7 separate regions of the Mus musculus genome follow, and regions 2, 3, 4, 5, 6 and 7 are each linked to region 1. A link is a contact called in public HiCAR-type, HiChIP or PLAC-seq and promoter capture Hi-C data. All regions are on one chromosome and are shown on one strand. The core of a region is the stretch at or near the end of the contact, and the rest is flanking DNA. Distances in the headings are between cores, read along the strand shown.

Region 1 (3,558 bases), core at 587-3,086:
TTGTGAGCCATCACGTGCTGTGCTGGAAATCAGATCCAAGTCCTTTGCCAGAGTAACAAGTACTCTGAATGTCTGGGTCTGAAGCCCTAAACTATATACTTTTAAATAATCAGAATTATTAGAATTAATAATCAGAATGTATTTCCTCTTTGCCAACCTCCTTTACCTTCCAAAGGGAGCCAAGGTTTAAGACCTTTACCAATTAGTTCCCTGGAACACAAGCAGCCACAAAAAACTAGGTCTCCTACAAATATTCAGTCACATCCAGGTAGTAGTGCCATATGACTTTAATCCCAGCACTGGGGAGGTGGAGGCAGATGGATCTCTGAGTTTGAGGCCAGCCTGGGTTACAGAGTGAGTTCCAGGACAGCCAGGGCTACACAGAGAAAGCCTGTCTTGAAAAAACAAACAACAACACAATTCTGTCACATACTGCAGTGAATTGTGATGCGTAAGGAGGACTCAGGGATGCCTCTGGCTCCTCACCCCAAAGGTCTTACAAGGGAACGGATAAGCAAATGGTATTTGCTTACCCAACCATATTTATTGGTGTTGAGGTAGTTTGCTGTGTCAGTCTGGTTCATTTAATTATGGTGTGCATATGTTTCTAAATATCACTAAGCTGATATGATAGGGAAAAAACGGTCCATTTCCTATACTGCCATAATGAGGCAGGAGCTACCAGGACAACGTCCAGCTGGATGTCTGAGGATAACAAATTTCATGCTTTGAAAACACTCCTCTTGGGGCTGGAGAGAAAGCCCAGCTACTAAGCATTCCTGGGCAATGTATGCTGGGGGGGGGGGGGTCGACTTCCTGGGTTGAAGATGGCCCCAAAGGGGAAAAACACTTCAATTTAGAGAGGCAGAGCAACGCAATAGCTGACTGGTTTAGGAACTGTCTCACAATTTTCTCATTTATGAATAATCAACGCATTCCAAAACCAAGTTGGAAACTTGATTATCAGTGTTTTGCCAGCATATAAGATATTCCACGGTTAAGCTCTGCTACAAAAACACTCCGGACACATACGCACCTACGTGCGCATCAGCAATGACGCACACCGCACATTACCCACTGACGACAGGCAGAGACAAGAAACCCCACACAGTCAGACCCAAGCGCACTTGGACCTGGGGCAGGAAGCTGTTCGATATCCACAAAATTCCCTAAAATACTGGGACCAGAGAAGAGAGGCTGGGGATGGGCAGGTGTGCACTCGGCCCTGCACTCAGACACGTGCACCAAGCAACACTCCGCGCCCATCTGCGTTCCCAAATAAGTACGCACCTTGGACAGGCATCATCTCGAAGACCGACCTGCCCAAACGCCCTCCCGGGCGGACAGCACCTGACCGCCCGAGCGCGGCGGACAGCACCTGACCGCCCGAGCGCGGCGGACCCAAAGCCCCACATCTAAAGGAAAAGGCATCGCAGGCTAGTGAGCGCGGAGAGGAGATGAGATGCGCTCGCTCTCTGGGGAAGGGGACTCCCAGGGAGCTAGCGAGAACGACAGTGGGAGTGGGAGCCAGCCTGTCCCCTGCCCCTGTCCCGCGAGCCTTACTGATCCGAGTGCTGCGGCTGGTGGCTGTGCGGCGTCCCCCTGCCCTGCGCTGCGGCCTCACCGAGGTAGTACCGGACGCCCCTGCCCAGAAGCGGGCCCCGGCTCGGATGACCCCAGCCTCCCCGCCGACCGTGGCTGCCCGCGCGGCTCAGCGCGTTCTGCAGAGCCCTCATGGAGCGCATGCCCCCGGCGCGCCACCCGCTCGGCCCGGGCGCTCCAGACGTGCGAGCGGCGGCGAGGAGGGAGGGGCGGAAGAGTGGCGGGCGAGACTAGGAGCCCGGGAGCAGTCCTGGGGCCAGTGGAGCCTGCGGGGGGGGGGTGGGGGGGGGAAGGACCGGCCCGGTGGGAGTGGTTGGGGTCCGGGGAGGGGCCAGTCCGGGACGACTCGGATCCCGCAGGTACACCCATAGTCCCCTCACAGCCTCCAGCCAGGAGCGCCACGGGTTCGATTGAGGAGAAGCTGGAGGCGGCTGGGTGGGGAGGGGGCGTGGTCTGGAGTCAAAAGGGACAGGAACCGCGTCCAATCACTGAGGAGGAGGAACGCTGGGAGGCGGGGAAAGGCGCGGGAGGCTGGGACAGTCGGGACACCGGCGCGCGTCAGAGCTTTGGCGGGGAGAGGATCGGCCTCTGCGCAGTCGGAGTTCGTGGAAACGCGCCAGGGCTGGGGACGACGGAGTGCTCTGGTGCAGATGAAAACGCCACACTTTCAAAGAGAGATGAGAGCGAGCGGGATGCGGGAGCCACGTAGTGACCTTCCATGTTCGAAGGCCAGGGGTGGCCAGTGCACACTTACAGGCAGGCGGTGCGGGCTGCAAACACCCCAATCACGGATGCGCGCTGGCGCTGAGTGGACAGAAAGACGGTCCAGAAGCAGCCCGCCGCGCTTCATTGCTAGGCGTCATGGAGCCCAGGTTCTTAGGTCATTTGGTGGCTGCGGAGGACTTATAGTCTCTCTCTAAAGTTCTCTTTCTCTAAAGTTCACGTATTAAAATAAGCCAGTGAACTCAAAATCTTCCCCCCCCCCACCCCCCCCAGACAGGGTTTCTCTGTATAGCCCTGGCTGTCCTGGAACTCACTTTGTAGGCCAGCCTGGCCTCGAACTCAGAAATCCGCCTGCCTCTGCTTCCCAAGTGCTGGGCCGGCTGAAATCTTTTTTTATTGTTGTTTTAGAAACAGGGCTTTGAGATATAGCCCTTGTTGCCGTAGTACTCAGTTTGTAGCCCGTGTTGGCCTTGAATTCGTGGCCAACCTTCTACCTCAACTTCTCAAGTGCTAGAATTGCAGGGGTGTGCAACACCACACGCATGCCGGTGCGCGTGCACACACACACAAACACACACACACACACGACAAAAAAGCAAAGAAACACAAAACATATACGTGCTCCCCCAATTGTTTTTAGTTTTAAGACCTGGCCTCTCCGTATCTCTTAGAACTTACGAGCTAGACCAGCCTGACCTCAAACTCTCAGATCCACCTACTTTAGGCTCCAGAGTGTTGGGATTAAAGGTGTGGTCTTGGTTTGTAGTGGAGAAAATGCACAAAATTTAGGAGAATTAAAAATGTGGTGGTCAGCATTCCTGGAGTCCCAGCGCCAGGGATGTGGAGACAAGTGGGTCAGTAGTTCAACGTCATCTGAAAGAGTCCAAGGCCAGCGTGGGCTTCGAAAGCTTTCACTCACCTGACCTCAGCCCTCACAGCACTTTGACTTAGCAGGAATTATATTAACAACTATTATTGCATGTGTATGCTATGCCAACCAGTTAGTTTATTTTCCCCTAGCAGTGGCCAAAGAAGCAGTTACTAGGTTTGTTTTGAAAAGAGGAAACCAAATTGGAACCAAGACACTTCACTGGGTAAAGGCTCTTGTTCCCAAACCTGATAATTACTCAGACAATGGTTCTCATGAAACCCCCCCACACACTTAGATAAATGTGGGGGTTTTTGTTTGTTATGTTTTTTTAAAGATTTTTTTTTTTCGAGACAGGGTTTCTC
Region 2 (3,553 bases), core at 854-3,353, 980 kb after region 1:
TCAGAAGACAACGGGTGGGAGTTGTTTCTCTCCTTCCCTCATATAGGTTCTGGGGGTAGGCCTTAGGTCATCAGGCGTGGCTTTACACAGACGCATCTCAACAGCGCTGCACCGGCCTCTTTTATGATACTCTGTCCCAGTGTCCTTTGCTTGTTCTGAGAAAAGTCACTCATGACCACAGAGTCCACGGCAATCCTTAAACCTGTATCCCCAGTCCAGATGGCTCTGCTAAACACTGGGCCCTTTTCCAGTCACCACAGCCTCTCGGTGTAGCCACGGCCTGGGACTTCCTCCTGTCCTTTGAATCTCACACCCTCAGTGAATTTTCCAAATTGACCTTGAGCTGTTTTTATTTAGTCATGTGCTTCTTTATTTATTGTGGAACCTGGGAATGAGCCCAGGTCTTGCACATGCTAGCCAAACACTGTAGCACTGAGGGACACTTCCGGCCTCAAACCTTGTGCCTGTAGATGCCATTTCATCTTCACTGGGTTAGCTCACCATCAGTATACGGATTTTGGCAATGTTCGTCATCCACCGGAATGTCAGAATAAACATTCTAGCAGTGTAAAGCAAAGAGGGTCTCCTGTGCCCATGTCCCGTCTCTAGCCTTATGTCTTTATGTCTTCTGTCTTCCTTTTGGTCTTCATCTTTGTATACTGCTCTTTCCCTAGGAAGCCTTTCAACATCTTGCTCTGAATTTACCTTTTCATTTATTTATTTTGGTTTTCCCAGACAAGGTTTCTTTGTGTAACCCCGGCTGTCCTGGAACTTGCTCTGTAGACCAGATTGGTCTGGAACTTAGAGATCTGCTTCCCTCTGCCTCCTAGAGTGCTGGACTAAAGGCATGCACCACCACTGCCCGGCATGTCCTTATCTCTTAATACTGCAGCCTTCTCCTTGGCTAGTCTGCGTCTTTAGACTTTTAATTCCTCTAGGGTAGAATTTTTCCTTTGCTTCAACCAGAGGAGAATCAGCCCCAAAATGGTAGTGGCTTCCAATTATGTTCTCAGTAAATACCTGTTGACTAGATGAATTAATGAACGAATTAAAAAAAAAAATCAACTTGGGGCCATGACCTAAAATTTCATATTTCCAGAAGATGAAGACATGACTTAGCCGGGCAGTGGTGGCACATGCCTTTAATCCCAGCACTTGACAGGCAAAGGCAGGCAGATTTCTGAGTTCGAGGCCAGCCTGGTCTACAAAGTGAGTTCCAGGACAGCCAGGGCTATACAGAGAAACCCTGTCTCAAAACAAAACAAACAAACAAACAAACAAACACCCAAAAAACAAAGAGAGAGAGAGAGAGAGAGAGAGAGAGAGAGAGAAGAAGAAGAAGAAGAAGAAGGAGGAGGAGGAGGAGGAGGAGGAGGAGGAGGAGGAGGAGGAGGAGGAGGAGGAAGGGAGGGAGGGAGGGCTCAGTGGTTAAGAGCGCCGACTGCTCTTCCAAAGGTCCTGAGTTCAAATCCCAGCAACCGCATGGTGGCTCACAACCATCTGTAACGAAATCTGATGCCCTCTTCTGGAGTGTCTGAAGACAGCTACAGTGTACTTACATATAGTAAATAAATAAATAAATCTTTAAAAAAAAAAAAAAAAGAGCATTAGCTCTTCCAGAGGACCATACTTGACACCCAGCTCCCACAACTTCAGTTCGGAGGATCCGACGCCCTCCTCTGGCCTCCGGGGCACTGAACTTACATCGTGCCAGCCAAACACCTATATACATAGAACAATTAAATGTATATATTTAAATTTGTCATGTCTGCAACCCCAACTTCATGGAGTCTGCAACCCCAACTTCATGGAGGACCAATCCTCACTTCCGTAATACCCAAACTTTATACCGAGAATGAGGCAGGGGATAGCAAGTTTGAAGCCAGCCTGGACTAAGCAAGGAGACCGGTCTCAAACAGAACGTTCGCCTACGGACAGAGCTCATCCACTAGAAACTGGACAGAACCGGAAGCGACAGAAGCGCCGCCCTGCACAGCGCCAACCCCGCATCCTTGTGAGTGCAACCCGAGCCAGGTGACCGCCCGGCAGCCGAGGGGGTGGAGCCATCCCCGCCGGCCCCGCCCCGCCCCGCTCGCGCGCCTGAGGGCGGGCCTCCGGTCACATGACGGCTGCGCAGGTGAGCACCGCTTCCGGGTCGGGCTTCGGAGTCGCGGCTAGCTCCCGCTTCCACTCGCTCGGGTGCGCGGGAGACTATGGCGTCCTCCTCCGTCCCTCCCGCCACCGCACCCGCGGCAGCTGGAGGCCCCGGCCCGGGATTCGGCTTCGCCTCCAAAACCAAGAAGAAGCATTTCGTACAGCAGAAAGTGAAGGTGTTCCGGGCCGCGGACCCGCTGGTGGGCGTGTTCCTGTGGGGCGTCGCTCACTCGGTAAGAACCGGCGGGACCCCGGCTCCTGCCCCTTGGCCCGAGGATCATCCGGGTCCTCGCGCTGCCGCCTCTCCCCCGCCCGGCCTGGTTCCCAGCGCACCATTCCCCGGTGTCCCCCGGGGTGGCTTCTGGTGGAGACTCTTGTCTGTCCCCTTCCCCTTTACTCCTCCCCTAGAGTTCCATCTTCACCTGATATCCAGCTCTGTTCCTTGACTCCTTCCTGTCAGGTCCAGCCCCAGGCTACAGGGACTGGCCAGGATCCGGCTGCAGCCAGAGGGACATTAAGGGGAGTGGCTCTGAAGGGTTATTGGTGAGGTCTGGGTGCGACAGTGCGTGAAGCGTGTCTGGGTACTACTGCCTGGCCAGAGAAGTAGTTTGATTTCCTCTCCACCTTGCTTTTGAGCCCCAGCCCTTGACTTTCGAACCTTGGCTTTTTCTGGGAATGCCTCTAGGCTTTTTGGACCTTCTAACCCTGCATGCCCTTTCCAGAGATTCAGCGTTTCAGAGAAGTTACCCCACTCTACCCTAGGGATGCCCTCTCTGAGGTCGAAATGCTAATATATGTCTTTGGGCTTAGCTGTGTCCCCATTGTTGGCTGGAGTGATGGTGTTTGCTATAAATGGAGTCACCTGTAACCAGGGAAAGGTTGAGGAGCCGTGGTGGCAAGGACGTTATTGGTGGACTTTAGGTGCCAGAAGGGGCTCGGAACAGTGCAACTGAGACCGATGGGCCCAGTGCACCTCCTGTCCTGAGGATATCGTGGAGGAACCAAGGCTAGTGAGGCATGGCTGGTTTTCTCCTTACTTAGGTCGGGAGTAGGAAGCATGCAGTTATCTTGAGCTTGACAGGGACTATTTTGATTACCACTTCTTTGGGTTGTAGACATGATGTGTTGTGGAGGTGTGAGGGGGCGAGGAAGAGGCCACATTGTTATGTTCTGATTGGAACATCGCTGGCGGTCAGTTAGCTCCCTTCTGCCTTGGCTGCTCTCAGGGGTATTATCTTTAGCGAGGATTCCATTTAAGGCATTTGCTGTGGGTAAGACTAGTGGAGATAAGGCTGCCCTAGTACCTTCCAGGTGACTTACCCATCCCCGTGGAACATGTACATACAGGGGAGGGTTTTCCCGTAAGACCTACCTCACGCTCTTTAGGCAAAATACCATC
Region 3 (3,557 bases), core at 1,012-3,511, 820 kb after region 1:
CAAGTTCCAAGACAGCCAGAGCTGCCAGAGAAAATCTGTCTCGAAAAACCGAAAAGAAATATAAATAAATAAATAAATAAATAAATAAATAAATAAATAAAAGGTAAAAAACAAACCAGGTGTGGTGGCACATGACTTTATTCCTAGCACTCAGAAGGCAGAGGCAAGCAAATCTCTGTAAGTTCAAAGCCACCCTGGTCTACATAGTGAGTTCTAGGACAGTTAGCATTACATAGTGAGACTCTATCTCAAAACAAGCAAGCAAAATAAAACAAAACAAAACAAACAAGAAAAAAACATTAGAGAGTAGGCAAGATGGCGCTGCAGATAAAGATATGTGTTTCTAAGCCTAATGGGGAGTGTTGGATCCCTGGTACACACATGGTAGATGGAGAGAAACAACTTCTAGTTGTTCACAGACCTCCATGAAATTCCTGTGGCACAGGACACATACAGGCTCACACTAGACAAATAAATTGCTTTAAAAAGTTTTAATTAGAAAGGTCAGGCCCAGGCTGGAGAGATGGCTCAGTGGTTAAGCACACTGACTGTTCTTCCAAAGGTTCTGAGTTCAAATCCCAGCAACCATATGTTGGCTCACAACCACCTGTAATGAGATTGGATGCCCTCTTCTGGGGTGTCTGAAAACAGCTACCGTGTACTTACATACAACAATAAGTAAATCTTTTAAAACAAAGAAAGGGAGGGAGGGAGGGAGGAAGGAAAGACGGAAGATCAGGGTCATGAACTGGGTGACCATAGTACACTAAGGGAGAAGGGTTGGAGCTTTACACAGTCACTAACACAGACACTAACACTGTGGTGGATGGTCTAGATAACTTGTCACCATCAAGGGACCAATAGTCAGAGAACTCCTGAATATCCCCCACAACGTCAGCTCAGCACAGTTCCCGCTTGTACAGACGTCCATTGGCCCATATTTCCATCTCTCCATCTATTGAGAGATAGTCCTCTCCCTTTCCTGCAATCCTGTGTCTTCTAGCTCAGCCCAGAGGCTCTCCTAGTCTCCAGCAGCTCTCCAGCTGAGTTATTAACATGTAACCACCCACGGTGACTCTTTGTATCCATGTCAGCTCTTGGCCTCTGTATTCAATAAGGCTCTGCAAAGAGGACTGTTGATCACCAACAGCCTTGCAGGCTATCTGGGGAAACTAGAATCATTTGGTAAATTGCAACCAAAGAAACTGACATGCTTGCAAACCTATTGTTTTCTCAACAGTTCTCACACGCCCACCTATGTTTCTGACGGGACACACTAAGAACATCTGGTTTGGACATTTCTTTTTCTCTCCCCTTTCCTTAACTTTCAGATGGTAACTGTGACTTAGTGGGCAGAATCCAACCTGAACTAACAAAGAAGGTTGGGCTGAAAGCCCTAAGGAGGAAAATCCGAGCAGTTGGGAAGCAGAGGTGGCCTGGTCTATAGAGTTAATTCCAGGGATACATAGGGAAACCCTGTCTCAAAAAAAAGAAAAGAAAAGAAAAGAAAAGAAAAGGAAAGAAAAAGAAAAAGAGAAGTGGAGGAGGAGGGGAAGGAGGAGTGGGGAGGAGAAGCGAGGAAGAGGAAACTTTAAAGTGCCTCTTTTTTTTTTTTTTTTTTTTTTAAGAGTCACCATTTAAGCAGGTGTGGTGACATATACTTTTATTCTCAGCACTTACAAGACAGACACAGGTAGATCTCTGTGAGTTCAAGACTAGGAGGGTCTACATAGCCAGTTCCAGGCCAGTCAGGGCTACACCATGAGATCCAGTCTCAAAAACAAACAAGCAAGCAACAACAAAGAAGTCAGCCTCTTAACTGGACACGGTAGTCCATGCCTGTGAGACCAGATTTGAGAAGCAGATGCAGAAGTTCAAAACCAACCTCCACTATATAGCAAGATCAAAGTAAACCCAAGCTGAGTGCAAATCTGACTCAACCACACACCATGCACACACAAAAAGTCACAATTTTTTTTTTCTTTTTGAGACTGTTAAGTCCTGACTTCTGGTGATTATCCAGCCTTAGCCCCTGAAGTAACCGCTGCTCACAACACTTTTCCCCCAGGCTTCACAGCAAGGCTCTAACCTTTGTCCCCTGGTCTGGCAGCTCATTTGGCTAACAATCTCCCAACAGAAGCAAGAGGCAGACATTTCTTTCTTCAAACAATCCACACAACCCCCTCTGTACTTTCACTGGCTACAGGAGAATACTGCCAAGTTCCACCTGAACTGGCTTCATTTTTCACGCCAGATGTTTGGCCGCTGTATCTCTGACAAAAAGGAGTCATGCCAGTCGGAGGTCAGTCACATTCCTCCCAGGGTCCCTGGTGCCCAGGACAGAGTTGAAGCCACTCCCGTTGAGACCCTGAATATAGGCTTTGGGTCCTTTAAGGAGGCTATCCTCCAGCAATGGCCTCCTCCTTGCTCCTGGCTCTTCTGTTCCTGACTCCAACCACAGTAGTGAACCCCAAAACTGAGGGTCCATGCCCAGCATGTTGGGGTGCCATCTTTGACCTGGAGAGCCAGCGGGAGCTGCTTCTCGATTTGGCCAAGAAAAGTATCCTGGACAAGCTGCACCTCAGCCAGCGCCCCATACTCAGTCGGCCAGTGTCCAGAGGGGCTCTCAAGACCGCGCTGCAGCGCCTCCGCGGGCCTCGACGGGAAACCCTGTTGGAGCATGACCAGAGACAAGAAGAATATGAGATCATCAGCTTTGCTGACACAGGTAGGTCCATGGTCCGTAGCTCTGGCCCCAAACCTGACCCTAGGAAGGAGAAAGTCTCCTCCCTAGTTAGCTTCTGACTTCATCCTCGCCAAAAACATCCTGCTTGCACACTCTGCGCCTGCGCACCCGGGGGCTCCTACGCCTCAGGTTCTCTAAGTTAGGTCAGGTTCACTTGGTGGGAGCTGGGAGCTGTTGGTTTCACTTCTTTAGAAATCTCTCTCTCTCTCTCTCTCTCCTTCCCTCCTCTTTCTCGCCCCCCCCCCCCCCAATCTATAACCCTCCCTGTGTGAGCCTGCCCAGTCCCCAGGCCAAGGGTCGATTACTGGGCAGTTTGTGATTTCTCTGACTCCAGGATCTATCAATCACCTCCTCTTCCTCGAGAATACCCCATGTCTGTAAAGAGAGAAAAAGTAAGACACCAAGATTATAACATCTCTCCGCACCTCAGGTCCTCACATCAGACAATGTCAAATAAAAACTCAGAAAGAGGTGTGAAAGATAAGGGTAAAGAAATTCAGGCCTACAGCTGGGAGGTGGTGGCGCACACCTTTAATGCCAGAACTCAACTGGGGAGGCAGAGGTAGGTGGGGGTCTCTGAGTTCAAGGCTAGCCTGATCTATAGAGCAAGTTCCAGGACAGCCAAGGCCACACACAGAAATTCTGTCTAGAAAACAAACAAACAACGGATAAAAGATAAAGAAAGAATTACTTCCATAGCGGAGAGAGCTGGAGAGAAGATGAGAACTTAGAAGACTTAAAAGCTATTGCAAGCTCACTCGCTCTCTGGTCTGGAAGACGGTGCCACGCGCCACACCATGCTCCTAGCCGC
Region 4 (3,613 bases), core at 46-2,545, 670 kb after region 1:
CCCTCCTTCCCTCCATCCATCCCTCCCCCCTCCCTTCCCCCCTTCCCCCCCTCCCTCCCTCCCTCCCTCCCTCCCTCCCTCCCTCCCTCCCTCTTATCTGGGTATAAGAGAACAAAGTGAAGTGTTTCGTGTTGTCTGGGTCACTATTAGTGAGCCCCTTGTGTCTCCAGGGCTAAGGCATGGCTAAATGTCTACTGAATGAGTAAAGGTATAAAATGGCTATCAGAGGCCAATGGTTCTCAAAACCACTGCTTCCTGGAATCCCCAAGAGGTTTGGTTGTGTGTCTCTGAGCAGAGGCCTTAAGAAGATGTCCTCAAGCGGTGGTGGCGCACGCCTTTAATCCCAGCACTCAGGAGGCAGAGGCCAGCAGATTTCTGAGTCCGAGGCCAGCCTAGTCTACAGAGTGAGTTCCAGGATAGCCAGGGCTACACAGAGAAACCCTGTCTCAAAAAACAAAAACAAAAAACAAAAACAAAAACAAAAAAACAAAACACAAAACAAAACAACCCCCCCCCCAAAAAAAACAAAAACAAAAAAAGAAGTGGGCGACTGCTGGGGAGTAAGGGAGATGTAAATAAGAAACGAATGCAAACCGTGTGAGAAGAGGAGGGATGGCTACTCTGCTCTCACCTGACAGCTGGATAGACACAGAGGAGGCAGGCTGTGAGTCAGGGGAAGAGGACAACCCACCGGAGCCAGCGTCCGAATGCGAAGTTTCATTTAATCCCTTCTACAAGCTCTTTGTGTTGGAGTGGGCAAAGTGTGACAGGCTCATCTGAGGTCCACTGTCCTCTAACTTCACATGTAGCTGAGGCTACTAGCCTTGACCTTTCAATCTCTCTGTCTCCACTTCCCTAGTACTGGAATGACAATGTCATGGTTTAACATTGGAAGAAACGGAGGACTTTGTGTTGTAATCCTAAAGCAAGGATTTGAGTCTTTTACCCTTTCAAACTATATCTGCTTTCACTGTGTGTATTTATCTTCTAAATATGTTTTAAATCTCCCTGAGAACCATATGCTAGATATGCTTGGTAGGCATAAACCACACGAAAATAAACAAACAAACAAACAAACCAAAAAGCGCTTGCCTGGAAAACCGGAAGGAAAAACAAAACAGAAACTCTGAAGAGCTTCAAGAAAGGACATGGAGGAGCTTTAAGTCTAAGAACTTTTCAGGCAAAGCTCTCCATACCGGGACTTGTATAGATGGGAAAGAGCAAAGTAAAAAACTACAATTCCCAGAAGGCAATTTTTTAAAAAAACCCAGTACTGCGCATGCGCAGGGAACGCCTCTTTCACTCGAACTTCACGGGGGCAATTTTCTCGCGCACGCGTTCTAAGAGCAGCTGGTTTTCGACCCCGGTACTACACCGATACAGAGTTAGTGGCTAGTCCTCCTGTGCCTCCTGTAGCGATGGTATCCTTCTCTTTGCTTCGGACCACTCGGGTAAGAACAGGGTTCTGTTTACTGGATGATCAGTGGAAAGGCCCACCCAAAGTGGGGTTCTCCTGGCTCCTTGCTGCACGTGTTCTGGGGCCTCGGGGAACAGATGCTTAACCAGGAAATCCCTGAGACAGCACATGTGCGGTGGCTGGGCCCCTAGTTCTGGCGATCAGACGACCTAGGTAGGGTCTTGTAGTCACCCAGTTGACACGACTCTTAAGGTAAAGGTCCGCAGACGCTGTGTTAACAATATCCTAGCAAACAAGTGGGGTTCCCGGCTTCGATGCGCTAGTTGAATTTTTCCCGCCAGCTCTGAGCTATGGAGATGATGCAACCGAGCCTCAGTACTTTCATCACGCAAGGGTCCTGCTGCTGTGTGGGCAGGAAGGAGGTAGCGAGGTGCTGTGTGTGTGTGTCTGTGAGTGTGAGATAAAATTAAGATTTTGGGCAAACACCTTCAGCCTACCCCAACTCCCGCCAGTACACAACTCTTTCCAAGAACTGCTTAAAAGTCTATCCTCCTACTTTTTAAAGGTTGCTCTGGAAACCACCCTTTAAAAGCCTCTGGTGTTAAGCCCTGTTAGCTTGGTATCTTCTCTCATGGAGGTATTCATGTCCGGAGGCCCTGCAGGAAGTCCACCTCTTATGTTTATGAATATTTTAACTGCACTGTGTGTGCACTGCGTGCATGCCTGGGTACCCACAGAGGTCAGAGGAGGGCATCAGATCTCTTGGAACTGGAGTTACAGATGGTTGTTAGCTGTTTTGTGGGTGCTGGAAGATGAACCGCTGTCCCCCACAAGAGCAGCCAGGACCTTAGGATGGTCATTTTGTTCCTGTGTGTGGGGAGACTCTGGAATCGCAGTGTCTCTCACCTGAATTGGAGGGACATGGGCTTCTGGGGCACAAGCTTTGCTCTGTGACTTTGCAGAGTCACTCAGGGTGATTAGGGATGCGTTGTGTTAGAGTTGACCAAAACTGCCCTTTGGATAATGATCTGAACCTTTGACTCTAGAACTTGCTATTCAAGATGAAAGTGGGGGTAGAGAGCACTGACTGCTGGCCGGACCAGGCTGCGTACTTAGCCAGAGGGCTCGATCTGTACCCATGACTGAGGGCAGCTGGGAGAAGAGATCTGGACAATTTTTAATTAACCCTGGCCTTTCTGCCCTGAGCCTCTGCAGAGATGTGGTCAGCTGGTCTGCATGGCTGCCCGGGCCCAGCACAGCAAGGTGGCCCAGACGCAGGCTGGGGAAGCAGCTGGAGGTTGGACGGGCCAGGAGAGTTTATCAGACAGTGACCCTGAGATGTGGGAGCTTCTGCAGAGGGAGAAGGACAGACAGTGTCGCGGCCTGGAGCTCATCGCCTCAGAGGTAGGACGTGAGGATATGGGTCAAAGAGCGCGAGCTACGGTGCGCGCAGGGAACACCACGTCACCTGCGGTCACGGTAGTGACTTCTCCACGCCTCCCTGTCAGATTCAAAAGAGCTTTTTCCTGGGCCTTTTCCCTCTTCTCTATACTGTCCTCTGAAGCATAAGGCAGGACCAGTTTATGGGGCTTGAGCATTGGGAAGCTTCTAGAGCCATGTAGCGTCCTCATCTCTTCCTTAACCTCCTTCTCTCGTCAGAAGAAAGAGGAACCTGGAAGCACGGGTTGAGTGGACAGGCGGCCCTACTGGGGCCACCCGTCATGGCAGCCGAGTTTCTGAGAATGTTGCTTCTGGTCCCGCCCCATGTCTGGCGAGGAACACAGAGCCTTTGGCGTATCCCGTCTCACCCCTGCAGCCTGTGGGCTCTGGCAGGGGCGGGGCCGTGGGAATCCAGGGGAAGGGAGACCCCATTGCCTTCTGACACTGCCCCCCCACCACCCCAGAACTTCTGCAGCCGAGCTGCGCTGGAGGCCCTGGGGTCCTGTCTCAACAACAAGTACTCGGAGGGTTACCCTGGCAAGAGGTGAGGCTAGACCAGAGGGCTGGAGGGCAGCAGCAGGGATGGCAACCCCAGTGGCGGAACCTCCCTGAGCCCCGTTAGTTTTACTGAACAGCGGCTGCCCAGTCCTTTGCTGCTGGTCAAGGGTGCTCTCTCTGCGCCCTTACGTACGGTCCGTCTTCCACGGCAGATACTACGGAGGAGCGGAAGTGGTGGACGAGATCGAGCTGCTCTGC
Region 5 (4,041 bases), core at 63-2,562, 570 kb after region 1:
TCATTAATGGACAAGTCTATTTTCTGCCAGTGACAGGCTGGAGTGTGTGTGGGGGTCACTCCTGTGGAGTTAGTGTACTGGTCCCTGGTCTTTAAAGTTCATCTCTAGCCAGGGATGTCGCCTGCTGAGCTTTCCAGAACTTTCACTTCAGGTCACAGAGAAAGTCAGACACTAAGGGTTACAGTCTTCAAACGTCGCCCACAAGAGGGCAGTGGCCGGAAGCACGTTCGCCGGCCCTAGGAACCGCCCGATGCTTTCTGGACTCCAGAGTACCGTTCCCAAACCGACTGAGACTGGGGACAAAGGTCCGGCACTCAGCACACAGCCCCCTAGGACTGGTGTCTGGTAGCGGAGCTCTGGAGTCCTTCATTCCAACTCCCTGTAGTTTGGCATCTGAAACCCTGACTTGGTGGGAGGCCAGTCAGAAGGTATCAAAAACAAAACAAACAAACAAAAAAAAAATCGAGCCTGACCTCTCAGGGCGAAAGGGGATGGCTCTACCCCAACCCCACCCTCTGGTGAGTCACCTCTCTCCAAACCAGAGCCTGCCTCTCCTGCGCCCCGTGCCAGGCGAGCAGGGCTGGGCGGGTACTAAGGTGGGCTCCATCCCTGAGCCCAAGGCGGGCCGACAAGCTGCAGCGTGTCCCCGCGGGTGTCCCTGTTTACTCTGAGCCCTGGAGCGAGGTGGGGGCGGGTCCATGTGGCCACTCCTTCACTCCGCCTCCTGAGGACGCAGGCCCCAATCCCAGACCGGTTCTTACAAAGTCTCCAAATCAAAGCTCAGCCTTTCCCGCACCTTCCCGGCGGACCGGCCACCCCTGCCCCCACCCTAGGCTAGGGAGGCACTGTCTGGGTTTCCCCAAGGAAATCAGGCCTCCGCCTAGACAGCGGCTCGGGACCCCACTGAGGGGATCTGAAATCCTGGGGTGTGACATAGAGTTTTAAAGAGGCACTAGAGCGCAGCTCTCCTTGCCCCTTACCCCATTCCCACCCTTGGCTCTACCGGCTCTAGGGAGCGCTGGGATGAGGTAGACGCAGTTAGAGGACAGGGTGCCCGGGGACTCCCACTCTCGGACCGCTTCCCAGAACTCCAAAGCTTGTAGCGCCTCCGACTCCCCCTCCCCAGGGCAGCGCGCCAAATCAGCGCATGCGCACTGTCAGGATTGCCGCGTAGCTCTTTCTCCCCCCCCCCCCACCTCTTTTTTTCTTTCCCCGCCCCTTCCCTCCTTCCCTCCTCTCCCTGTCCCCTCCCTCTCCCCTCTGAACACCCCCCTCCCTCCTCCCCCCCACCCCCCCCCCCCGCGGCACTTCAGTCAGGGGAGCAGCGGTGCGAGCTCCAGGCCAGTGCACTGAGGAGGCGGAAACGGGGGAGCCCCTAGTGCTCCATCAGGCCCCTACCAAGGCACCCCCATCGGGTCCACGCCCCCCACCCCCCACCCCGCCTCCTCCCAATTGTGCATTTTTGCAGCCAGAGGCGGCTCCGAGATGGGGCTGTGAGCTTCGCCCTGGGAGGGGGAGAGGAGCGAGGAGTAAAGCAGGGGTGAAGGGTTCGAATTTGGGGGCAGGGGGCGCACCCGCGTCAGCAGGCCCTTCCCAGGGGGCTCGGAACTGTACCATTTCACCTATGCCCCTGGTTCGCTTTGCTTAAGGAAAGGATAAGAATAGAAGAGTCGGGGAGAGGAAGATAAAGGGGGACCCCCCAATTGGGGGGGGCGAGGACAAGAAGTAACAGGACCAGAGGGTGGGGGCTGCTGTTTGCATCGGCCCACACCATGCTGACCCCGCCGTTGCTGCTGCTGCTGCCGCTGCTTTCAGCTCTGGTCTCCGGGGCCACTATGGATGGTGAGTGAGATTCCGGCGGCCCCCATGGACCCCTGGGGGCTCCCCCTCCCCAACCCCCACTCCTGCGTCTGGATGGGGAAGGGAGACGCGGGAGGGGGTGCCTTTTGTTATCCCAGTCCAGCTGACACAGCAGAGGCCTGACTGGGGGCGGGGATGGGGTCTGATTTGGGGGATGGGAGCCTGGGACAAATGATGCTTCCAGGGCCCCCCAGCTCAGACAAAGACCAGAGGCCTGGGTAGGAAAAGAGGGCTCCCCCTTTTTCTGATCTTGGGATTAAGAGGCCTTCTCTTCCTATCTCTGGTACGGGAGGGCCTCTGCCTCCCCTACATCCTCCACCCTCCCGCCCCCCCACCCCCATCTGAATTGTGAAGGAATCCGGATTTGCTGTGTACCGCTGCAAAAGGGGGCGGAGGGCCTTTTGCAGTGGACTCTGAAGGCTGGAAGGCAAAGCCGGCTAGGGGTGCCCTGCTGGCCAAAGGGCAGGCAGGCCGAGAAAGCTGTGGGTGGGGATAGGCAGGGCCCCCTGTTTGGGTGTGGAATGAGCCCTGCATCCCAGGCATGGAGGCCCGGGTCCAGAATCCTGGGCTGCCTGCCTGGGTTCCGAAGTGAGCAGCTCCCCGCTGAGGGCCTCAGTCAGGAGCCCGGTTGAGGGATGGAGGGGTCTGGTGACGCTTATGGCTGGCTTTCCCTTCTTAATTCCTGGGAGCTTTAAGATGAGAGGAAAAACGTCAGATGTCATCATTCTGGAAGAGACTGGAGAATGGTCTGGAACGCTGGGGAGGGGTTCAGAGGAAGCTCTGTCTCCCCGATTTCAGGCTTGATCACAGTTTGGGTTGGAAGGAGAGTTGGAGGTTGGGATGGGGGTTATGACCATGCCCCCAATCCTGCTCATTTAGTAAATGTGTAAAGCCCAGCCCTGTCTCACTTCATACATACACTTTGTATATTAGTTAGGTTTGGGCTGCTGTGTTGTTTTGGGGGAATTGCATGCCCCTCGTCCCTATTTCTGTCAGCTGTTTTTCCTCTTCCATGAGTCCCCAGTTCAAGACTTGCCCAGGCTTCACGCTGGGGTCATGGGGTTGAATTGGGCTGGGTCCCTAACTTGAGAAGGGGTGAGATTTTGTGACTTCCTGTCAGGTTTGCCTCTCACTGAGGACAACAGCTTCGTAGCATCTTACAGCCCTCCTCTGCCTTCAAGAGCTTGCCAGGCCGGGATTGGGAAAGTTTTTCTCTGAAACTAGATTATGTATCCTCCCCCACCCCTGTCTCTAACTTGTTTCAGTTGTGGGAGGAGGACAAGAGGGTCAGGAGGCAGCTGTGCCCAGGAAAACAGTTTACTCAGTGGCCTTCAGTCATGTCATGTCGGGGACTGTCTTGTCTAGCTGCCACCCCTAATTTTCTGCCTGCGATGAGGAAAGAGACTTTGCCCTGTCAGGCAAGCCTGTGCAGCCACCCTCTGTCCTTCACATCTAACGTCATCCCGTGCTTTCTTCTTGGTCTCAGAGCTGGGATGGGAGAAGAAGGGAAACTGAGGCAAAGAGCTTTGGGAAGAAAATGTATTAAGCAAGAAATGGACCTGCCAGAAGCCCTGTGGAGGAGGGTGGATGGAATCAGGTAGAAGGGAAAGATGCCCGTGGAGATGTGTGGCTCATTCAGTGCTGGGTCCTGGGAAGCAGAACCCCCAAGACCCTAAATGCTGGGCTAAGTTGATAGGTGGTCATTGAATGAGGAACTCTGACACGTTCCCCTTAACTGTCTCTAGCCGCGTACCTCTAAGTCTCCAGTTCATTTCAGCTCTGCACACAGTTTCTCAGGGCTGGGATAAAGGTCAGTGGTAGGGTATTTGTCCTAGTGCACGGGATGCCCCCTGTTCCATCTCTGGCAAGAAATACAGTCCGAGAGAAAGGACTACCTCCTGGGGAGGAAGAGAGAACCTGTAGAAAAGTAGACCCCGTGCATTCTGGAGCTCTTAGCCAAGCCCTCTAGACACTGAACATTCGTCTTGGCTTTCTAGAGAAGGACCCTTCTGCCTCGACCTACCTAACAGTTCTAATTGCCCTTCCTGTTGCTCAGGAATAACTCTAGGGACCGCCCCATACTCTCTTCCCTCTGTGTCTGAAACTCATCCGGGAGTCCTTTGCCTTATGGGGTGAGAGGCTTCACTTCCTCCTGGTAGACACATTTGGATACATTTGTAG
Region 6 (3,766 bases), core at 468-2,967, 930 kb after region 1:
TTAATTCCCAGCAACCACATGGTGGCTCACAACCATCTGAAATAGAATCTGATGCTCTCTTCTAGTGTGTCTGAAGACAGCTACAGTGTACTCATATAAACAAAATAAATCTTTAAAAAAAAATGTCTACTCCAACCTTAAACGATTTACTATGTTCAAGCTTTATAATTCAATGCACAGATTAGACCCTGGGGCCTAACTAATCACTAGTCCAGAATGTAACTGCTTTGAGATATCTCAATTGTATTTAATAAGACTTGGGTTTTACAGGTCTTGTTAGTTGTAATCTCACTGGCTCGACTCTCCTTTCTGGCATTGTTCATTGGTGGCTGCCAGCTGCTGGGCAAGGCCTTTGAAAGCCCTGAGACCTCCACACCACCCAGGCTGGGGTTGGCATACCCACTTATTGTTGTGGCTTGCCAGAGAAGGAAAAGGACCTGCATCTGGGGAGAAAGGTCAGAGTCCAGAGGGATCCTGAGGTAGCACACAGTCTTACCGCATCAAACTCTGCTTGATCATCCTCAGGTAGGTCGCTGGTTTCATAAACGTCTGGCTCATTCCTGGCCTGCAGGGAGAAGCGGTGACCACCCAGACTCATTACCCAGCATTCATCCCTTATCCCATTTCCTTTGAACAAGGCATTGCAAAACCTGACTGTCATTCAAGGATTCCGCCCTCCACCTCCCCTGTCAACTCTATGTCCGTTTCATCCAGTGGGATGACCACAGGTACAAACTGGGATCTGGGATAAAACGTCCATAGTGAAAGAAAGATGCTACCCTGAACATGGCTGAGAGGCCAGTCCTTGGTAATTATCTTGTCCTAATCTGGTGAGGGTTTCTTGAGTTAGGCCCTGCACATCACTGTACAAGGGTTGAGAGTGACTCAGGACCTTAGTTCTCAAGGTCCGGTGTGCCAACCCCCCGCCCCCAACCCTGAGAATGCAGAGAGGACAGCATCAACGGAGGGTACATGCCGGCTTGTGCATGAGGAGCAAGCACACAGGTGCTCGCAATGCACAGAGCTCCCCACTGGCACAAGGTTTCTGCAACAGTAACCTCTTCCCTGGCAAGATGAAGGCCACCAAGTGGCCTGGTGAGTTCGGCTGGAGTCAGGGTGCGGGGGCGGGCAATCGGGAAATTTGGGGCGACAAGGGCACTGTTGACATGGACGGTACAGACATTCGGGCTCAAGTGGTAAGCGCCCGGAGGCGATTTCTGGGCGGAGAAACCGGCTACTGCCAGAAAAAGGGCCCGACGCGGTCCAACGGCCCGGCCCAGTCGGGTCTGGAGTCCAGAAGGTGCTGCGGCCGTCGAAGGGCGAGCGGCGGGGACCCTTGGGGCTAGGGGGCTGCCAGCGGGAGGGGTCGCGGGCTGGCTTCTGTTGGGGGTCCTCGGGAGGTCGGGGGCGCGGTCTGGGGAGCCGGGCCCGGCCCTGTACTCACAATGCCGGGGAGATCGGCGTATTTAGGGTCCGCCATGGCGGCGGCGAGGCGGGGCTGGGGGACCGAGGCCTCGGAGGAGCCGGGGCTGGTGACCGAGTGGGGGAGAGGCTGGGTCCGGGTCCCCAGCAAAGGCGACGATAAGGGGAGCGGCGGAGGAGCAGGAAGTCTCGCGACAGGAGCAGGCCGGCAGGAGGCGGGGGACAGCAAAAGTCGCGAGGACAGCCGGCTACCACACCCCTGGACAGGCTGGGATTGGTGAGAGCGACAGGGAATGAGGTAATGGCGAGGAGACGCCGCCTAGCATTGTGGGATATGTAGTCCCGGTCTTCTGGGGCTTGGGCTGGAAGCGACAATAACAACGTTAGGGAGCTATTGCATACAGTTATCTCCTTTCGTTCTTAATAGTCTATGAAAGGAGTTTCATAATTCCTGCTTTAGAAAACCTAGAGATTGGTTACATGAAACCACACAGCTCGCCACGTTGTAAACAATAGCAAGATTTAGTAAACATTTAAAGAATAGAAAAATGAGGCCGTCTTTTCAGGTTAGGGCTTCTGGACAAAATAGAGGGACCCTAGTTAAATTTTAATTTCAGGAGCTGGAAAGATGTCCCAGGGGTTAAGAGCACAGTCCTCTTGTAGAGGACCTGGGTTCTATCCCCAGCATCCAGATAGTGGCTCACAGCCATTTATAATTCCAGTACCAGGTGCCCTCTTCTGGCCTCTGAGGGCACCAGACACACACGTGGTACACTGACATACATGCAGACAAAACACCCATACACATAAAATAAATAAATAATAACAATTTTTTATTGAAGTTAATTTCAGGTCAACAACTAACAATTGTTAGTATAAGCATGCTTCTTATATTTCTGATATGCATATAATAATCTGAAACCCAAGTTCGTCTGAGGGTGCTATTTCTTCTTCTTTTTTTCTTCAAAAGTCTGGACATCTTAAATGAAAAAGCGCTGGCTCACAGTCTGACTGAACTCTCCATGACGGTCATCAATTTCATTAATAGTTCCCCAGAAATTAGGAGGAAGGAATTTGACACAGGTCTCAAACTGTAGTTCAGGGTGGCTTGGAACTCACTTTTCAGTGCTGGGGATTGAACTCAGGACCTTACATATAGTAGCTTTGTGTCCAGTCAGCAACCAATCTTTCTGGAGGAGAGATACAGTATGGTTAATCCTCTTACTTTGCCACATCAATGCATGACAATAGAAACCCCAATTATTTAATTTAATTTGTTTCTTTGTGTGTGTGGTGTGTGTGCGCGCACACAGGAACGTGGAGATCAGAGGACAGCTGTTATGCATCTGCTTTCTCTCCCCACCATGGGGGTCCTGCAGATCAAACTCAGTCGTGTGGCAAGCCCCTTCACCTGCTGAGCCATCTCACTGACCCATTTTTAAAACAGAAGGAAAGGCTGGGTGTGGTGGCACATGCCTGGTCTAGTGAGTCCCAGAATCTCTATGTAGCTCCAGCTGTCTCAAAACAAGAACAGAAGAGGAGAAGGAGGAAGGGGGTTGGGGCTGGGATGGGAGGTGAGAGACAAATAGAAAACCTACTACGTGCTACTAGAGAAATAAAAAGGTACACTCAGGACAAAAGGAAGTCCTCAAGCCAGACACAGTGCTGTCCACATATATTCCTAGCACTTGGTAGCCTGGGTAGGAATACAGGAACAGGCTAGCCTGTGTAAGGACCCCCCACCCCCCACCCCCCCGGCCAGGTCCCATCTCAAAAATTAAAATAACCGAAAATAGAGGATGAACTGTTGCAGCTGTATAAAAACCTTGTTGGGGGCATGTGTGGGCACACATACCCACTGAATTCTTGCCTCGATGGACTGTCATTTTGAAGTCACTAAGGATGCCACCTTCTTGTCTCTAGAGGCTGGACGTTGGTATATTTCCTGAGCTTGCAAGATGCTGCAACCTTCAGAAACAGTGCCAAACGACCGAGGGTAGCGTTCCTGAATTAGGAACTCGCCATTCTCATTCCTGGCTTCTGCCCAAGCCTCGGCCTCTGTCACCATGATCTCCAGGTCATGTATTGGGCTTCTTTCTGTTGGTTCCCTTAAGAGTCAAGGAGTGTGACTAGTGAAGGCCCAGCTCAGCTGGTATCTGGCCGGTTAGGGCTTGTTTGTCTAGGCCACTGCCCTCTCATCCTTCCCCCTTAGTAACTAACTGACCCTAGACACTGGCCAGTTTCTGAGCCAAGGCCTCCACCCCCTCCCTTCTGATTTCTCCCATCACCCCATCTTCCCCTTGGCTGGAACCTCAAGCCCTGCATCGGAGCTCTCTGTTGACAA
Region 7 (3,715 bases), core at 879-3,378, 620 kb after region 1:
GCGACGGGGACACCGACTGCATGGATTCCAGCGATGAGAAGAGCTGTGAGGGCGTGACCCATGTTTGTGACCCGAATGTCAAGTTTGGCTGCAAGGACTCCGGTGAGAGGGGGCAGAGCAGGGCGGGGAGCTTCATGAGTAGGAGGAGGCCATCTTGAGGATGTAACAGTGGCTTGGTGTTATGTAGAGGAAAGGGCAAGAAAGAGCCAGAGTCTGTATGAAAGACCCCGGGAACCCAAACCCTGGCCAGAATCGAGCACCGGCACCTTCTGCAGGTTCTGCACCTTCTTCGTTAGCTGTGTGGGTTTGACAGAAAAGGTTTCAAGGTTTACAGTGGGCTCCTAAGCACTTCAGTGAAGACATTCTTAGCTGGGTCTGGGCAGGGCACAGTGAGTTCCACTCTCCAGGCCTGGTTCCTCATTCTGTCCCCATCCTGGTCCCTCAGCCCGGTGCATCAGCAAGGCGTGGGTGTGTGATGGCGACAGCGACTGTGAAGATAACTCCGACGAGGAGAACTGTGAGGCCCTGGCCTGCAGGCCACCCTCCCATCCCTGCGCCAACAACACCTCTGTCTGCCTGCCTCCTGACAAGCTGTGCGACGGCAAGGATGACTGTGGAGACGGCTCGGATGAGGGCGAGCTCTGTGGTGAGGCGCCCATGCAGGGCCTGGGGTTGCCCAGCAGTGGGGAGAGGGGAGGTCTTGTCCAGGGTAGGACTATAGGAAATGATCTGGGGCAGAGGAGGCACTGACCTAGGACTTGCCTTGGCCCTGCCTGAGGTGACAACTCCTGTAACAATTACTTTACAAAGTGGCCCAGGTAGACAGCCACTGTCTGCCACCAACTGAGGAAGAAGAAGCACAGAGCCCTTAAATAAACTAATCCAGGGCCATCCCACTCTGAAGGCAGGGCAGGGAGGGAGCCGTTAAGACTCCTGACCTGGGTCAGACACCCTCAGTCAGACCACTGAAAAGGGAGGCCAGGCTGGGGGTGAGGCACAGGGTTGAGGCATGATTTGAGCTGACTTCTGGAGGAGGGAATTTAACTGGGTTCCCGGAAATGGGCAACGTGTGCAGAATGAGTGAGGAGGGTCGAGGAGATCTGAGCAAACCACACCGTCCCAGAACAAACAAGTCATCTGACTTCTGGGAAAGAGGAGTGAAGGGTACAGCCATCTGAGGCTGGCCCAGAAATTGCCACCGTGGGGCGTGTTGGGAAGGTCAGGGCATTCCCCTCTGCACCCTGCCCTGTGTCACACGTGAATCGGGAGGGATCAAAGAAAGGGCCTTGACCTGAGTATCCTCCCAAAGAGGAGGCAAAATGCCCAGGTCCCAGCCATCGACGTGAGGGCATCGAGAGCACACAGGGGTAAGGAAAAAGGATGATGGTCCTGGGTGTCAGGTTCTAGTGTCCCAATCCTGATCCTAAGAGAGACTGGGAAGGAGACAGAGGCTCAGCAGGGCTGAGCTGTGGTTAGGGCTCCGGGGCTCAGAACAGGATAAAAAAAAATGTGAAGGCCTGGCAGGGCCATGTCCTGCTTCCTCCCAGATCTTGACCCTATCTCTTTCCTGTCCCCCAGACCAGTGTTCTCTGAATAATGGTGGCTGTAGTCACAACTGCTCAGTGGCCCCTGGTGAAGGCATCGTGTGCTCTTGCCCTCTGGGCATGGAGCTGGGCTCTGACAACCACACCTGCCAGATCCAGAGCTACTGTGCCAAGCACCTCAAATGCAGCCAGAAGTGTGACCAGAACAAGTTCAGTGTGAAGTGCTCCTGCTACGAGGGCTGGGTCTTGGAGCCTGACGGGGAAAGCTGCCGCAGTCTGGGTAAGACGCAGTGGGGTCAAGGTGAGCCAGCCAAGCAGGCCTGGTCACGCGCCTGAGCTACAGTGGGCTGAAGGCCAGGGCTAGCAGGGACGCTGTATGTATATCCCAGGACAGGGTGGCACAGTGAGTGGCTCTAAGCCCTTCGCTGACCTGAACACTTGCCTCCCTCCAGATCCCTTCAAACCGTTCATCATCTTCTCCAACCGCCACGAGATCAGGCGCATTGACCTTCACAAGGGGGACTACAGCGTCCTAGTGCCTGGCCTGCGCAACACTATTGCCCTGGACTTCCACCTCAGCCAGAGTGCCCTCTACTGGACCGACGTGGTAGAGGACAAGATCTACCGTGGGAAACTCCTGGACAACGGAGGTGACTCTTTGGGCCTGGGAGAGTTGCCAGGATTGTACACAGATGGCACTTGGGTACTCAGGGTCACGGGCCCAGATTCAGGTGGCCCCGGAGCTGAGGCTTCGGCTGCCCATCCCCCGTGTGCCCCCCCTCCCCCAGTTAATTGGGTTGGATTTTGCTGTGGGTCTCAGAGCCTGATGCCCCGTAATTATCGTAAGCATTGCTGCTGCCTGATAATTAACAAAATGATCACCCTTTCTTTGGAACGGCCTGAAGCCTGGTTCCCCAGTCTTGGAATTTTGGGCTTAGAAGGAAAATGCCATGTAGGGATGGACCACCTCTGTCTCGGGGTAGCCTGAGCTACACAGGCTCAGTATTAAGCATCTATTGCGCTGGATACAGCAGTGATCAAGACAGATAGTTTTAAGTTGTGTGTCAGGGAGGGTCCCTGAGCAGAGGCAAGCAAGAGACATGTTTTAATAGAGGAGTTTGTGTTGTTTATTATAAAAGAAACTTGGAAACATCTCAAATGTCCGTCCTCAGGAGAATAGTTACGTAAACTGAGCTGTCGTCACATGACAGTTTCTAAAATAATAAGACACACGGACACATTAGTGTAGAGTGTCTTCAGGACATTCAATGGGTAGTTTCTAGCACGTTCCATCATCCTTATAGTATGTCCAAACATGTTCCCAGAAGCTTCCATCAGCCCTGACCTCCTTGCCCAGGTTACCCCACCTCAGAACAGTACATACTCAAAGTGGCTGACCTCACCCCCTCCTCCAAGAGCCCCCTTTCCCACCTACCTCCCAGGAGGAAAGAGGCCTGGGAGAGGAGAGTGGGAGCCAGGCCCTTCAGCTCTCTGGGCAGAGGTGTCAGGGTGAAGGTGGATCATTGAGGGACCCTGAGATCCATGCCTTCGCCAAGCCCCGGCCCAGGAGTCTCTAACCACCTGCAACCTTCTCTTCCTAGCCCTGACCAGCTTTGAGGTGGTGATTCAGTATGGCTTGGCCACACCAGAGGGCCTGGCTGTAGATTGGATTGCAGGCAACATCTACTGGGTGGAGAGCAACCTGGACCAGATCGAAGTGGCCAAGCTGGACGGAACCCTCCGAACCACTCTGCTGGCGGGTGACATTGAGCACCCGAGGGCCATCGCTCTGGACCCTCGGGATGGGTAAGGACTCTGCCCCACCCCCACCCCCTACCCACCCCCGCTCCGTAGCTCTGTGTTCAGCCTGGCCAGGGACACCTGTCTTCTTGGTACTGTTGACTCCCCCAGCTTATCTGTTGTGTGACCACCCCATCTTTGGCCCTCCTCCCTTCCTCCCTCCCTCCCTAGGATTCTGTTTTGGACAGACTGGGATGCCAGCCTGCCACGAATCGAGGCTGCGTCCATGAGTGGGGCTGGCCGCCGAACCATCCACCGGGAGACAGGCTCTGGGGGCTGGCCCAACGGGCTCACCGTGGATTACCTGGAGAAGCGCATCCTCTGGATTGATGCTAGGTCAGCAGCATCCGGGCAGGGGAGGGACAGGACCA

Evidence for each region. Promoter capture Hi-C pulls out the DNA fragments that hold promoters and counts their contacts. HiCAR-type assays count read pairs that join an accessible place to other places. HiChIP or PLAC-seq counts read pairs in DNA pulled down with a chosen protein or histone mark.
Region 2: a contact with region 1 is called in an H3K27ac HiChIP or PLAC-seq map of embryonic stem cells, with 3 times the contacts expected there. The contact joins the promoter of Pip4k2c here to the promoter of Gls2 in region 1. A contact is called at or near these places in 3 of 39 promoter capture datasets (the C10 cell line, liver and pre-B cells) and 2 of 115 datasets of contacts at active chromatin or transcription factors (both in embryonic stem cells).
Region 3: a promoter capture Hi-C map of liver shows a contact between it and region 1, with 5 times the contacts expected there. The contact joins the promoter of Inhbc here to the promoter of Gls2 in region 1. A contact is called at or near these places in 8 of 39 promoter capture datasets (cranial neural crest, hematopoietic stem and progenitor cells, hippocampal neurons and 4 more), 1 of 484 Hi-C or Micro-C datasets (liver), 1 of 115 datasets of contacts at active chromatin or transcription factors (embryonic hindbrain) and 1 of 9 other capture datasets (pancreatic islet).
Region 4: a promoter capture Hi-C map of embryonic stem cells shows a contact between it and region 1, with 2.4 times the contacts expected there. The contact joins the promoter of Shmt2 here to the promoter of Gls2 in region 1. A contact is called at or near these places in 13 of 39 promoter capture datasets (the 3T3-L1 cell line, the C10 cell line, cranial neural crest and 7 more), 2 of 484 Hi-C or Micro-C datasets (both in embryonic stem cells), 2 of 115 datasets of contacts at active chromatin or transcription factors (embryonic forebrain and pancreatic cancer cells) and 1 of 9 other capture datasets (liver).
Region 5: a contact with region 1 is called in a HiCAR-type map of astrocytes, with 2.5 times the contacts expected there. The contact joins the promoter of Lrp1 here to the promoter of Gls2 in region 1. A contact is called at or near these places in 7 of 39 promoter capture datasets (cranial neural crest, frontonasal cranial neural crest, hippocampal neurons and 4 more), 1 of 15 datasets of contacts at CTCF or cohesin (large pre-B cells) and 6 of 115 datasets of contacts at active chromatin or transcription factors (astrocytes, bone marrow-derived macrophages, craniofacial prominence and 3 more).
Region 6: a promoter capture Hi-C map of pre-B cells shows a contact between it and region 1, with 5 times the contacts expected there. The contact joins the promoter of Dctn2 here to the promoter of Gls2 in region 1. A contact is called at or near these places in 7 of 39 promoter capture datasets (embryonic stem cells, fetal liver, hippocampal neurons and 4 more) and 1 of 115 datasets of contacts at active chromatin or transcription factors (bone marrow-derived macrophages).
Region 7: a promoter capture Hi-C map of stem cell-derived epiblast-like cells shows a contact between it and region 1, with 2.5 times the contacts expected there. The contact joins the enhancer-like site here to the promoter of Gls2 in region 1. A contact is called at or near these places in 5 of 39 promoter capture datasets (the C10 cell line, hippocampal neurons, liver and 2 more) and 2 of 115 datasets of contacts at active chromatin or transcription factors (forebrain and pancreatic cancer cells).

What each region holds. Positions count from the first base shown.
Region 1 is chr10:128,192,913-128,196,470 of GRCm38.p6, reverse strand. It overlaps Gls2 (glutaminase 2 (liver, mitochondrial)), which reads right to left and starts at 1,836. Exons shown (of 18, transcript NM_001033264.3): 1 at 1,564-1,836. The coding sequence starts at 1,745.
Region 2 is chr10:127,210,172-127,213,724 of GRCm38.p6, reverse strand. It overlaps Pip4k2c (phosphatidylinositol-5-phosphate 4-kinase, type II, gamma), which reads left to right and starts at 2,103. Exons shown (of 10, transcript NM_054097.3): 1 at 2,103-2,387. The coding sequence starts at 2,214.
Region 3 is chr10:127,369,252-127,372,808 of GRCm38.p6, reverse strand. It overlaps Inhbc (inhibin beta-C), which reads left to right and starts at 2,261. Exons shown (of 2, transcript NM_010565.4): 1 at 2,261-2,728. The coding sequence starts at 2,413.
Region 4 is chr10:127,520,126-127,523,738 of GRCm38.p6, reverse strand. Shmt2 (serine hydroxymethyltransferase 2 (mitochondrial)) reads left to right here and starts at 1,295. Exons shown (of 12, transcript NM_028230.4): 1 at 1,295-1,451; 2 at 2,624-2,821; 3 at 3,322-3,401; 4 at 3,568-3,613. The coding sequence starts at 1,419.
Region 5 is chr10:127,618,419-127,622,459 of GRCm38.p6, reverse strand. It overlaps Lrp1 (low density lipoprotein receptor-related protein 1), which reads left to right and starts at 1,312. Exons shown (of 89, transcript NM_008512.2): 1 at 1,312-1,842. The coding sequence starts at 1,773.
Region 6 is chr10:127,264,213-127,267,978 of GRCm38.p6, reverse strand. Dctn2 (dynactin 2) reads right to left here and starts at 1,717. Exons shown (of 14, transcript NM_027151.2): 1 at 1,445-1,717; 2 at 497-565. The coding sequence starts at 1,480. It overlaps Gm40800 (a long non-coding RNA gene), which reads right to left and starts at 3,675. Exons shown (of 2, transcript XR_872171.2): 1 at 3,278-3,675; 2 at 2,235-2,612. It also overlaps a transcript of Kif5a not described here.
Region 7 is chr10:127,574,919-127,578,633 of GRCm38.p6, reverse strand. Lrp1 (low density lipoprotein receptor-related protein 1) reads left to right here. Exons shown (of 89, transcript NM_008512.2): 21 at 1-102; 22 at 446-646; 23 at 1,579-1,824; 24 at 1,997-2,194; 25 at 3,146-3,350; 26 at 3,516-3,680. Among named protein-coding and RNA genes, the nearest start is that of Gm16217, 19 kb to the left of the region's middle. Within about 2 kb of position 2,128, at least 44 of the 459 cell types and tissues checked have an H3K27ac peak or open chromatin away from gene starts, as enhancers often do. A contact at or near this core is called in liver, pancreatic cancer cells and stem cell-derived epiblast-like cells, where this site is marked.